Linked DNA regions of Sus scrofa: all the other regions are linked to region 4. A link is a contact called in public Hi-C and HiChIP or PLAC-seq data. All regions are on one chromosome and are shown on one strand. The core of a region is the stretch at or near the end of the contact, and the rest is flanking DNA. Distances in the headings are between cores, read along the strand shown.

What was found. Hi-C and Micro-C count contacts between places; a contact is called where the count stands out from the background. HiChIP or PLAC-seq counts read pairs in DNA pulled down with a chosen protein or histone mark.
Region 1: a contact with region 4 is called in an H3K27ac HiChIP or PLAC-seq map of skeletal muscle. The contact joins two enhancer-like sites. A contact is called at or near these places in 2 of 47 Hi-C or Micro-C datasets (embryonic fibroblasts and skeletal muscle) and 1 of 2 datasets of contacts at active chromatin or transcription factors (skeletal muscle).
Region 2: a contact with region 4 is called in a Hi-C map of skeletal muscle, with 5 times the contacts expected there. The contact joins two enhancer-like sites. A contact is called at or near these places in 1 of 5 promoter capture datasets (liver), 21 of 47 Hi-C or Micro-C datasets (alveolar macrophages, blood, brain and 10 more) and 2 of 2 datasets of contacts at active chromatin or transcription factors (alveolar macrophages and skeletal muscle).
Region 3: an H3K27ac HiChIP or PLAC-seq map of skeletal muscle shows a contact between it and region 4. The contact joins two enhancer-like sites. A contact is called at or near these places in 1 of 47 Hi-C or Micro-C datasets (embryonic fibroblasts) and 1 of 2 datasets of contacts at active chromatin or transcription factors (skeletal muscle).

What each region holds. Positions count from the first base shown.
Region 1 is chr1:190,082,674-190,085,966 of Sscrofa11.1, reverse strand. No RefSeq gene overlaps it. Among named protein-coding and RNA genes, the nearest start is that of TMEM30B, 87 kb to the left of the region's middle. Within about 2 kb of position 1,701, at least 6 of the 83 cell types and tissues checked have an H3K27ac peak or open chromatin away from gene starts, as enhancers often do. A contact at or near this core is called in skeletal muscle, where this site is marked.
Region 2 is chr1:189,960,745-189,964,222 of Sscrofa11.1, reverse strand. The region is part of intron 6 of SLC38A6 (solute carrier family 38 member 6); the gene reads right to left. Among named protein-coding and RNA genes, the nearest start is that of SLC38A6, 39 kb to the right of the region's middle. Within about 2 kb of position 1,777, at least 2 of the 83 cell types and tissues checked have an H3K27ac peak or open chromatin away from gene starts, as enhancers often do. A contact at or near this core is called in skeletal muscle, where this site is marked.
Region 3 is chr1:190,049,007-190,052,187 of Sscrofa11.1, reverse strand. No RefSeq gene overlaps it. Among named protein-coding and RNA genes, the nearest start is that of TMEM30B, 120 kb to the left of the region's middle. Within about 2 kb of position 1,752, at least 19 of the 83 cell types and tissues checked have an H3K27ac peak or open chromatin away from gene starts, as enhancers often do. A contact at or near this core is called in skeletal muscle, where this site is marked.
Region 4 is chr1:189,597,787-189,601,246 of Sscrofa11.1, reverse strand. No RefSeq gene overlaps it. Among named protein-coding and RNA genes, the nearest start is that of SIX1, 25 kb to the left of the region's middle. Within about 2 kb of position 1,651, at least 6 of the 83 cell types and tissues checked have an H3K27ac peak or open chromatin away from gene starts, as enhancers often do. A contact at or near this core is called in skeletal muscle, where this site is marked.

The sequences.
Region 1 (3,293 bases), core at 452-2,951, 480 kb before region 4:
GAACGGCTGAAAATATCCAAGGTCACAAAGCTGGCAACTGATGAAAATGAGTTTGAACAAATCCCAGTTCTCTCCATGGAAAGAAAGAGAAACAGAGTCAGAGAGAGACAGAGAATATTAAACAACAAACTCTCAACCAAAAAGAAAGGAAGGGAAGGAAGAAGGGAGAAAAGGGGAGGCAGGGAGGAAAATGTGGCCCCTACAGGAGGAAATAAAGACCTCTTTCCAGAGAGGACATTTCCAGGGTGGAGCTGCTTCTGTCAGGGAAGCATTTGGAGCATCTGGAGCAGGCTGACAGGGGAAAGGCTCCACCTGGGCCAACTCAGGGACCAGGAAGATCTTAGAGGAAATGGCAGAGCACTCCTTGCTTTGACCCCCTTTTCTATAAACTTAACCGGGCATTTTGAGAAACACACACACACACACACTCTGAAAAAACAAAAACAAACCCAAAACGAATGAAGGACTTTACTGCTTTTTAAAGAAACACTGACCTAGTGAGAAATCGCTGCAAGATCAGGGCCAGAGACAGGCTGGTCAGGAACGCCTGCTGGGATCTTGGGATTCCGTCAGCTTCACGGGGCGTGGGGAAGCGCTGGGGCGGCCACCCCTCATTTGGTTTGGCTCAGAACGAGCTGGCCATCTTTACCACGCACATTCCCCTGGGATGCTGCTGTTTTTGGGTGCGTTTGGTTGGGTGTTTTTTTCCTGTTCGAAATACACTCATGTCTAGCCGGAGGCGGGTGGGGCTCTGCGCTCCCCGCAGTCCCTGGAGGATTCTGGGCGTGGGGCAGGCACCGGGTCTTGGACGCCCCTGAGCCAGTGGGGTGAGCAGGCTAGGGCTTCCCTGCCAAAGCCAAGACCCTGGACCCTCCAGGAAAGCTGAGCCCCACCCTCCTTCCTCAGTGGCAAATGCAGCGGTGCAACGAGCTCTGGTTCCTTGGTCAGTGCCTCGCTTGGTGCCCTTGGGACAAATGCAGTGGGGGTTAGAATATATATGACACATGCCATTCACTTTAATATGGAGCAGAGATACAGCTGACCGTTGAAAACACCGGTTTCAGGTCTGTCTGTACACGGACTTTGTTTTCAAGAAATACTACTACGCTACTATAGGGTCTATGGTTGGTTGAACCTGTGGATACAGAACCACCGTGGACACCGAACCACCGTGGACACCGAGGGTAGTTACAGGCAGATTTCCCATTGCACAGAGCAGGTTGGGGCCCCCGCTGTCCAAGGACCAACTTTATAATGTGTTTCATGCTTTATCTCACTTATTACTCCCAGCGATATAACCTGAAGCTTCAAAGGGTTAAGCAACCTGCTCAAGCTCCCATGGCCAGTCAGTGGGATGCTGAGATTCGAACTCAGATCTTTACTCTAAAGCCCCCGCTCTTCGCTTGGATCCATAAAATTTATTAAGCACCTACTATATGCCGGGGAAGGACAAAGACCATGGGAGGGCGAAGACTCTGGAAAGATAAGGTCCCCTCACCACACACACACACACACACACACACACACCAATGTGGAATTTGATTTTTTTTTTTTTTTGAAATTTCAACAGCTATAAGTCTGCTGAAATTAAGAGCATACTTGAGTTTTCATTTCAATTTTTCTGACTGAAAAGTCCTGAGTATGTGCACTGAAGCTAGACTTTTCTCTCTATCGGAGCATGCATTGCATCACAGGCTTGGGTAACCTGCTTGGGTGACTGTGAGGACAGCTGCAGCAGCCTTCTCTTACGGGGCAGAGGTGGGTGGGGAAGCCTGGGGGCTCACTCCAGGCTCCTCCCCCCACATGTGGCCCTCTGATACCCCCTGCATTGTCAGACCCCAGAGAAAATCAGGAGGCCCAAGAGCAGCACTGGCAGAGGTCATTGGGCCTGAGTTGCCCACAGGTGCTACCCAGGTGGTCTCAACCCCCATGATGACCTAGGAAAAGCCAGCTGCAACCAATCCTCCAAACTGCCTGCCTTCTTGAAATAGTTCAGATTTCACTTATTAAACATATGAATCTGCAGTCAACAATTTGTGGTAGTTTCACTCAATGGCTAGGAGAACATAAGGAAAAAGAATTTGTTCTGATGGGAAGGCTTAACCCAAAGGGACTCCGTGCCCTTCATATCCTGACTTGGAAATAACTGGAAATGGAGGGACTCTTCACAGAAGTGGAGAGTCAGAGGGTAAACCTAACTGGAGTTAAAGAAACACAAACAAAACCCACCCGACCTGCCATGTGACTCTCAGGACATTGCTTACTGCAGTGACAGCATTTTAAACAGCTGCCCAGAGGGGTTTTAAATAGACTTGATGTAATTCAATGATTTATGGAGCAGGGGTTACCAAAATATTAAAGTTCTGAAATGCCCCTAAACCAAGACCAAGGCCTCAACATTCCCCACTCTGAACCAAATCATTCTCTGCTTTGGAGTGTGGTCTGTGTGGCTCTTGCAGAAAACTGTGGCTGCTTTGAATAAGGGGCCAGAAAAAGAAAAACAGCCTCTGATGAGTAGATATTTGCATTCATTTGCACTCAGCTCATCCCAGGATCTCTGGCAGGAAGATCCATGTTCAAAGTGTGTGAAGCATAAGAAACTTTTCCCAAATCTTTTTGTGCTAATGCTGATACACTGGCTCAGAATCGTAAAGAGGCAACTCCAATAGTTATTATTCCTCCGTATTAAAACACACTCTCCCACCTCCATCCACGTAAGGCACCAATATCCAGGAAACAAGCCAGGCAATTATTTTTTAATTGCTTATCAAATATAAATGTCCATGGAAATTGCAGGGGAAGAGTCAAAGAAAGAAATCTCGTTAATGAAATGCCCGCAGACCCCTCTCTTTTATTAAATAAGCCATAATTATGTAAACATTACACAGCCTTAATCAATATCCCCCTTAAATGCAACGGTCTAAAAGTGCACACAAGTTTGGAGTTGGAGATCTTTTCCAATCTTCCGTGACATTCTTTTTGTTACCTTGGAGCAACCCTCCTTTTCCTAATCCTCATGGATCTCCTGGCCTCAGAGAGAATACCCTGAACCAAAGGCAGGTTTTGGAGAATTCTGACAGTTTTGTTTACGTCAAAAATAATGAAAGATGACGGGCCATTCCATTTGAACTTGTAACATGATCATTTGCTCCAGGACTCCCTGCTAAAATTAATTTGGAGACAGGGAAGAAGAAGGGGAAAGAAGAGGAGGAGGAAGTGGGGGAGGAGGAAGAGAAGGGCTCTTAATGCTCTCCCTAAAAGCGAGGAAGAGGGATGGGCAACCTGGTTGGTGC
Region 2 (3,478 bases), core at 528-3,027, 360 kb before region 4:
TACAGATCAATATCCCTGATGAGATACTGCAAAAATTCTCAAGAGAGTATTAGCAAATTGAATTCAATAGCACATTTAAAGGATCATACATGGAGTTCCTGTTGTGGCTCAGCAGTTTAAGAACCTGACCAGTATCTATGAGACTGTGGGTTCAATCCCCGGCTTCACTCAGTAAGTTAAGAATCTGGCATTGCTGCAAGCTTCAGTGTATGTCACAGATGTGGCTCAGATCTGGCATAGATGTGGCTTCGGTGTAAGCCAGCAGCTGCAGCTGCAATTCTGACCTTAGCCTGGGTATTTCCATATGCCATATGTGTGGCCCTAAAAAGAAAAAAAAAAAGGATCATACACTATGATTAAGTGAGATTTATCCATGGGATTCAAAGATGTACAACGCATGCAAATCAATCAATATGATACAGCACATTAACAGAATGAAAGATAAAAATCACATGATCATCTCAATAGATACAAAAAAGAATATGACAAAATACAATATCCTCTCATGATAAAAACCCTCAACAAATTTAGTACAGAAGGAACAAATCTCAACATAATAAAGACCATATATGACAAGCCCACAGCTAACATCATACTCAACAGTGAAAGACTGAAAGCTTTTTCTCTAAGATGTGGCACAAGACTAGGGTGCCTACTCACACCACTCTTATTCAACGAAACACTGGAAGTCCTAACTAAAGCGATCACGCAAGATAAAGCAATAAATGGCATCCAAATTGGAAAAAAATATGTAAATCTATCTTTATTTGCAGATAAGATCTTATACGTAGAAACTCCCAAAGACCTCAACCAGAAAACTGTTAGAGCTAATCAACAAATTCAGTAAAGGTGAAGGATATAAAATCAACATACAGAAATCAGTTGAGTTTTTATATGCTAACAAAGAAACATCAGAAGAAGAAATAAATTAAAAAATCCCATTCAAAATAGCATGAAAACTATAAAATACTTAATATCTAACCAAGGAATGAAAGATCAGTACACTGAAAACTCTAAGACTTAAATGAGCGAAAATGAAAACAAAAACAAATGAAAAGATATCCTGTTTGTGTTTGTGGATCAGAAGAATTAACACTGTTAAAATGTCCAGGAGTTCTTGGGTCTGGGATTGAATCTGAGCCACAGCTGTAGCAACACTGGATCCTTAACCCACTGTGCCAGGACAGGGATCCAATCAGTGCCTCTGCAGCAACCTGAGCCACTGCGGAAAGATCCTTAACCCACTGTGCCACAGGGGAACTCCTAAGAGACTGGATCTTAAATGTTCTCACCACAAAAAAGAAATGACAATTATGTGAGGAAATGGAAGTGTCAGCTAACTCTACTGTGGTAATCATACTGCAATATCTAACTGTATTAAATCAGCATGTTGGACACCTTAAACTTACACAATGATATATGTCAATTATATCTCAATTTAAAAAAGAAAAAAAGGAAAGAAATAATTTCCTCTACAAGGGCTTCAACTGGGGCTTCTAACACAAACTTGATGATTCATTGTGTCTCCTGCACAGTCTGGTGTATGAAGTTCTTTTCAATGTGTCTTTATAAGGTACTGTTGGGTGCTGAGACTTCCTATTTAACAGAAAAAAGGGAAGGAGCAGTAGCAGAAACACCACGATCACAGAGCTCCCTTCTCCACCCTAACTCATGTCTTTAGGAAGTGATTGTGCCAGAAACTAAAACCATGCACAAGGATTTCCAGCAAGTGGGCCAGAAGCTGTCCCGGTAACCCAAGAGGTTTTAAGAGAGGACACAGATTACAAACACAACATGATACTCCTTGGCATATTCCTCTTCTAGTCACTCTTGAATAAGTATGAAAATGGGAACTTCAAAATATCCCTCATTGAGGAACACCTGGCAATTAATTTCTGAAGCTGGCAAAAAGCCCGGGACTCTATGCCTGAAATTGCCTTCCTTCTGGGACCCAAATCAGACTCAGACAGTTGCAGTGCCAGGACGAAAAAAGGCCCAAAGGAGCACCAAAGCAAATTCCAACTGTTAGTTCTGCTATCCCTGCTGTCATGACGGAAGATTTGGGCAAAGTGAGCGTGTTAATCCTCAGGACCAAAAACCCCCTTTTCTCTTGCATAAGAATCTTAGGAACACTTTGAAATCCTAAACGTTGTAACATGTACTATTATATATTACACTCTATAACTTATACTCTTTCAGGTCACGATCACTCGTGTGCACAGGAGTCACAAATGCCCAAAGCACTGAACTGTGGGCCTGAAGGTAACTTCACCTCCTCTGAGCAGTAACTTAGAACGAGTTATGAAATGTTAGAGCCAGAAGGGATCTCAGAGATGATCGGGTTCAAAAAGTTCATTTTATATGTCAGTAAAGTCAGCAAAAGCATGATGATGATCTTACAAATAGAAGCAATGGAAATACTCCCTATTCTTGAATCTCTCTCTGAGTTTATGGGTTGTTTTTTTTTTTTTTTTTTCAGATACTGTCCCACTTTTCTCAAGATTATGGTTTCTTTACACTCTCCTCTTCACAGGATAAAACTTTCAATTCCTAATATAAAAAGAACTTCATTGTAAAAATGTAATTTCTCTATCCTTGGTTTGGCTACTGGTTATTATTAAACATTCCTCTCCTTTATGAAGTTATGTTGACATAACCAACCATAAATACAATGCCTTTCTTTACCATTCATCAACAAAGGCAACAGAGTAGCGCGTGGTAAAGTGAGTTTAAATATCATGTGCATGTCACAGTCAACTGAATTGTGTTTGGCAATGAATATTTTCCAAGGAACAGAAATGATTAAACTTACAAAATAAAACCACAGCTTGAGAAATACAAGCCAGTAAAAAGAAATCTCAAAAAGCACATAAATCAAGATTTAGAAGAATACACTAATCTTAAAATTTTTCTTAAGTGGGGAAAAAAAAAGAGTTATCTAAGAGAACTCCTGTTGTCCTTCTGTGATCTAAATATACATTCTCTTCAGGCCAAAAGAATTTGAGTAGAAAGTTTTGTACTTCCTAGAAAACTTGTTTGATCTGTGGATTTAATCCTATATGATAAAAATGTTCCAAGTATGAAATATAGAGTATAGATCCTTAGCTGTATTGCAAATGCTTTGGCATGCAGATGTTTTTTTCCATATTTTAATGAAAACCAGATTTATTTATAAGTCGCTTTAATTTCATTCTTGAATGGAATGGAACAAGAGTATCATATGTTCTGAATTAGGATCTTACTCACATCCCATATCAATTATGTACCTCAAATGCAAGACAACTTAATTGTGTCAATCATATTTCCCCGACAAGATCATTAAATGTTAACAGAGAGCTTCCAACTTTTAACAGCCATAGAGTTTTAAAATATGTTATCCTATGAAAAATATAGATGTCTCATAAAAGTTTGATATAAGTATTATAGATTCTGACTTCTAATAATAATTTTTGAAGTTAATATATTATGATCATAAAGT
Region 3 (3,181 bases), core at 503-3,002, 450 kb before region 4:
GACCAACTACACAGAGCTGCCCATGTGAGAAATAGCTTGTTGCAAATCAACAACCACATTCCAAATGAGGGCTCCTACGCTTCTATTTGCTTTCTTGGCCCAGTGTCTTAGTTTTGGGGCCAGTGCTCCCCAGCTGCCAGTCACAGCTACCTGTTGCCAAATTTCAGTTTCATTCCCTCCAGAAAATGATGCCCTATTCCTTTGAGATTCCTCAGGGCAGAGCCTGCCTTTTCTGTCATACCACCTGAGCTACTCTCCAAATCTGATTAAAAAAGCAAAACCAAAAACTGCAGCTATCGTCATGAGATGTGATAAAGTCAAACAAAGGCACTGAAACTTCATTTCCAAAATATAATGTCCATTTTGAGCAATATAATACAAAAGCGGATTTGTAAAGATAGGTGTTTACATATTTTTTAAATATTCAGAGGCTTGAAAATGATGATGAGATTTTTCATTGCCGTCTTCTGCATGTCTCAGGCCTTGGGGCAGGCACCTGTCTAACCGTGGACATTCCCTTCCACCCATGCTGCTACTTCATATAGCTTAGCTAGTCTATGAAATGAAGCAGCTTGACATCTCTGCAGATGCAGGATCTCCAGAGTCAAGGCTGCAGGCACAGTGGCCATCTTCCCTGCAAAGGGAAAAGCTCCAGGACTGGGAGGTTGGCATGCATCAGCCTTGCTCCACTTGAATGGTTCTGAACCTATTCAGAGTGCAGGTGAGGGCACCAACCATAGATCCACACCCAGGCCTCCAGGTCCTTCTGGCAGCTGAAGACCAGGCCACCCAAGAAGCCCTGAACTTGACCCTCTGAGGTGACACTTGGGTGGAAAGTTGTCCTCCCACACCTGAAGGCAGCAACAGGCTGGGTCAGCCCCTCTTCCAGGATCGGGGTAGGATGTGCCTGAGGCAATCAAGGATCAATGGCAACGAGCACCCTTATTCCTCCTCCTGCCCCAGCCTGACCTGCAGCAGGGGAGGGAATGGTGACCAAGGATCTCCAAGGTGCTTAGGCAAGGGGCTCATGACTGGTATATGTTATTTAATCCACACTAACATAACCCTTGGAATTAGGCATTTTTATCCTACTTAACAGCTGAGGAAGTCAAGGTTCAAGAAGATTAAACTATTTGCCCTCACTGGTCCTGCACATCCTAAGTGGCCGAGTCCACCCCAAGGCTGACCAGTACCTTCATACTCAGACTGCAGGGGCAGGTCAAGAGGGGGCTGTCAAAACTGTCCCTTGATCAGAGTTCCTGTTGCATCACAGTGGAAACAATCTGACTGGCATCCATGAGGATGCGGGTTCAATCCCTGGCCTCACTCAGTGTGTTAAGGATCTGGTGTTGCCATGAGCTGTGGTGTAGGTTGCAAACATGGCTCAGATCCCATGTTGCTGTGGCTGTGGCTGCAGCTGTACCTTTGATGACCCCAAGCCTGGGAATTTCCATATGCCGAGGGTGCAGCCCTAAGAGGCAAAAAAGAAAAATTGTCCTCTGATGGCCACCACTGTCAGGGTCACCATGACTGGGTGTTTGTTCCAATATGTATTACATACAGGTGTGCACATGCGTGCGCATACACGCACACACTCTGAAGGTTGCCAGAGTAATACGGCCGTGTTGCTCTGCTCCAAGTATCCTCACTCAGATACTGGAGTCCACAGTTCAGCTTGAATTCCTCCTGAGCTGAGAGCTGGCCAGGCCTCAGAAACGCAGGGCCGTCCATCACTCAGTGTCAGCTTTGCTCCTCCGAGAGCCGGACTTGACCACAACTGCCTTGGCACCGTTCCACTGTGAGGGAGTCACAGAACTGGCATTTAAGTCCCGAGCGGAAAAAACACCCCAAGCTTGTTCGTTTTTTTTTTTTGACAGGTGCTGGAGCCCACGAAAGGTCAGATTCCAGCTCACCGTCACATCCTGGCTTAGTCGGCTCCAGGCACACAAAGGCCCGTCTGTCTCACCCGAGCATAGCGAGTGGGGACCCAGGCCAAGGGCTTAACATGGCCGCCTGATGGCCCGCGTCTGCTGATCCGACCCTTCACGGGCCTGGGCCTAAATGAAGCATTGGGAAGCCCAGCTGCCAAGGATGTATGAAGCAGGCGCAGTGAAGAAGAATGCAGGCTTTTTTCTGATTTGTAATTGCAAGAGATATTAACCCTCCCCCGGCAGCCCATGAATCCACAGCACACAACCAGCCTGCTGTGGCTCATTTGTAAAAGCCCTGGGACGCTGCTGTTTCAAGTTCAAAGCCTTGCAGGGCTGCAAAACTGAGTGAGAGTTGCCCCTCCATGCCCAGCAAGGATGTGGGGAAATGAAGGAGTTTTTCCCTCCCTTGCTGATCCATCAGGGGTAGCTCAGAACCGTGGTGTTATTGGAACAGAGGGTGGGTTTTAAATGCACGTAGCTTCCTGCTTTCAACCAGGAATGTTTGTTTTTGCAGCCTTTATGAAAACATCTCCAGATTCACAATGGCTCTGAGAACCCACCATCCTGGATTTTAAGTCCTTCAGCAGCAGCTGTAGGCCGAGGTTCTTTAACATACGTAACTTCTTCAAAAGATGGTCACTTTACCAGCTCTCAGGGGCCTCTCCAGTCATGTGATTCCTCCCCCCTCCCACCCCCACCATCCCCATAACTTTTTACCAAACTGTGATGCTGACCGGAAGCCAGAAGTTAGAGGGGCTACTGCACACCAACCCCATCAAGAAGCCTGGGAGAGCTTGATCTTACAAGAATTTTTTTGGAAAGCTTTTGGCAAAGAGCAAGCTCAGAGAACCAATAACAATTCTTTTAACAAAGGAAAAAAGAGAAGAAACCTGCTGATGGAATGAAAACTGGTGGTTTCGGGATAATTTTTCCCTACTGGCTGAGGGAGTCTCTTCCTAACAAGAAGCCTCCTCAGTAAAATAGCCAAAGACTAGAAACCAGGACCCTAGCCTCTTGGTCCAGCTGTGTCACAGAGTAATTCTGGGTCAAAATGTGTTCAGACTCAGACCACCAGAAGCCGCAGCTTTCTAAGGGCTAAACAGTGTGTGAGCACCAGTGTGAGACTGACTCCAAACCTCCTCCTTTGCTCACCCCCCACCCCATGTGTCCTAAAGATATCCCCAGGTCCTAAAAGCCCTGTCCCTGCCACCCTCGGTAAGGCTCCATCCCATAAACTCAACCAGTGGTTT
Region 4 (3,460 bases), core at 402-2,901:
TTCAGGTTTTGACTCTGCTATTTTCTGTCTCTGCCACCCTGAACAAATAACTTAACCATGCTAATACTAATACTAATAAATAGCAATAGTGGTTGTAGTAGTGGTAGAGTAGCAGCAGCTGTAGCAGCAGCAGTAGTAGTAATTATATAGTTAGGACTTCTAGGCTAAGAGCTTTGTCTGAACTTGTTTTCTCACAACCCTAAGAAATAGTTTATATTTGTATTCTCACCTTACAAATGAGCAGGTGAGGCTAAAACAGGTTATGTAACTTACCTCTAAACCTCATTTCCCTTTTCTACAAAGTGGAGATAATTGTGCTACTTGCAAAGATTAAATTGCTGTGTGGTGCAGGTTTTTCAGAGCATGACGTATAATAAGTCCTCAGTAAGTGGCAGTGTTAGCTAATATTAGTATACCTGATTTTACACAGCCAATAAAACCTTATTATGCTGCTATGTACTTTGCTAAAATAATAGAGTAATTGATTTTACTTGTTAGGGAGAGATGGCATGGATTATTATTAGTACATGTTACTTGAGGGTTCGTAAATTCTAAGCATAGTCTGTGATCATGATTCCATTCTTTCTGCACAACAATTTCTGGGCCTTTATAAATGTGATTTGGCAACGCACATTAAGAGAATCTTTGGAGTTCCCGTCGTGGCGCAGTGGTCAACGAATCCGACTAGGAACCATGAGGTTGCGGGTTTGATCCCTGCCTTTGCTCAGTGGGTTAACGATCCGGCGTTGCCGTGAGCTGTGGTGTAGGTTGCAGACACGGCTCGGATCCCGCGTTGCTGTGGCTCTGGCATAGGCCGGTGGCTACAGCTCCGATTGGACCCCTAGCCTGGGAACCTCCATATGCCGAGGGAGCGGCCCAAGAAATAGCAACAACAACAACAACAACAACAAAAAGACAAAAGGAAAAAAAAAAAAAAGAGAATCTTTAGCAAGGGATGTCTTTCAGTCTTTTATTTTTCTTTGATTCATTCTTATTCAAAATTATTTTGGCTTGATTTTTAATATTCAAAGTGATATGTGGCTCCTTAATCCTACTCCAAATATTGCTGGATCAGGAAAGGGACGTTAGAAATATCTTAGGCCAAGTTACTAAAGATTGTGGCTTAGCAACAAGCAATTATTTCCCACCATTCTGGAAGTTGGAAGTCATAGAACAGGATACCAGCATGGTTAGGTTCTTGGTGAGTGCTCCTTGTTGGTTTAAAGAGGGCTCTCTTCTTGTTTTCTCATATGGCACAAAGAGCAGAGAGTTAGCATTCTGGCCTCTTCTTAGAAGGGCCTAATCCAATTCATGAAAGCTCTACTCTCATGATCTAATTACCTCCCAAAGGGTCCCCCTCCCCAAATATCATCACATTGAGAGATTGGATTTCAACATATGAATATTGCAGGACACAGTCAGCCCATAACATCTACAAAACTATGTTTTCAATATGGAATTTCTCTATTTTTAAGATTACTTTTTAAAAAAATTACATAAATTGACTGGCTGCTTATGTCCAATGTCAAAATTTCATTTAAGAAGATTTCGAGAGTGAAACTCTTGCTCTTTTACTAAGAAGACATCTGGCTACTATTTACTGAACTGTAAGAACACGTCTTTTGTGAACAAAGATTTCCCTGGCCAACAGGAAAGCGCCCTGTAACTTTGGATGTGAGTGCCACCTGCTGGATGTTGTGCACAAATATTTTCCTGTAACTTCAACCCAGGAATTTGTAGTTCTTTATGGGAAAGTGCCCAAGTAACACCCCTTTGATTTTAGGTCACAAGGACAGCTGTAATGCCTAATGAGTAATGCGATCTTTGGGTAAGCATGCAGATTTATAAGAAAACATACCCAGGAAACAAACTCAATGCAAAAATATTCCACTGAGCTATTGTTTATAAGCTTGCCAGTGCCAAGAATAGAGTAAATACTCCCCTGTTTATATTATGAGCTCATGAGTTTTATATGCTGGTGACATAGGCAGTCAGTGGGTGGCTTTTACCTTATGGAGGCTGTACCTATATCTTGCAGCAGGATAGGAAATTAGGAACCCCTTGGCTGTGACCATGTGTTGGCTTCAATGCCAAATATTTAATCTCATCCTAGAGTTTTGGTTTTGGAGCCCTAGCCTCTGTTGGCAGTTTAGTGGAGAAGCATCCCTTTGCATTGCTTTACTCTAGTGGACTCTGTGACAGTAACTTCACCTGTGACTTATGGGGCATCACAGGAGCATTGGGACAGCTTGGAATTTCCATCAATGGCAAGAAGGTAGAAATGGCCCTTTAGGGGAAATAAATAAATATTCATCTATTAAGATCTTCAGAGTTTCTGCCAGATTGGTCCTTGGGACGAACATGAAAATTGCATAGCATTGTTTGTCGCTAGCCACCTGAGAGAGAGAGAGGAAATGAAGCTTAGGAGAGGGACAGTCAGTTTAGCCTTTTCTTTGGATCAGTTTTGATCACTTTTGCAGAAATTTTATATTTCTGGGAGTTGGTCCCCAGGTTATCACTGACCCAGGGATTATCTCTAGTGTATCTTTGACATGATGAGCCAGTTTTCTGTTTTTAGGATTTTATGGAAGCTGGTGGCATGCATTTCTCCTCCCCTGGTTCCTTTTTCCTATTACTGGAAAACATCATGAATAATTCACAAAGGAGTCTGTTGGGCTAAAGTAAAAATCCTTTCTTTGTTCCAAAGTTGTTTAATGGGTTTTTTGTGGCTAAATGTATAAACCCACGTAATAGGCTTCAGATTTGGAAAGGTCTCATGGCAGATAGAGCTTTCTCGTTTTGTTTCTGGTTATGTCCAGTTTCGGACTTTGAGAACACAAGGATGTTGGCATTCAGAATTTTATGTGGAAATGATAGGTGGTTGATGAGACTTCTTCAAAGATTTCTAGTTGATAAGAATCTATACTACAGATGTTAACTAGACTCATTGTGGTGATTATTATGCAATACATACAAATATGGAATCATTATGTTGTAACGTAATGTTATATGTCAATTATACCTCAATAAAAAAGAATCTATATTGGCGTTTCCTCTGTGGCTCAGTGGATTAAGAATCTGACCAGTATCCACAAGGATACTTGTTCTGTCCCTGCCTCACTCAGTGGGTTAAGGATCTGCTGTGAGCTGCACTGCCGTGAGTTGCAGTGTAGGTCGTAGATGCGACTCAGATATGGCATTGCTATAGCTGTGGCATAGGCTGGAAGCTTCAGATCCGATTCAACCCTAGCCCAGGAACTTCCATATGCCCTAGGTGCAGCCCTAAAAATGGCGGGAAAAAAAAAAAGTATCTACAGTGTATGAGATCACATGATGTTTGGCACTCTTGTCTGTGCCTACCTCAATGCCAAGCAAGAATACAGAATGGAGATGTGGGAGGTGTCTTCTCACAACATCAGTGGCACAATCAGTTGCTGATGAGTGCATGTTAATGTTTTTG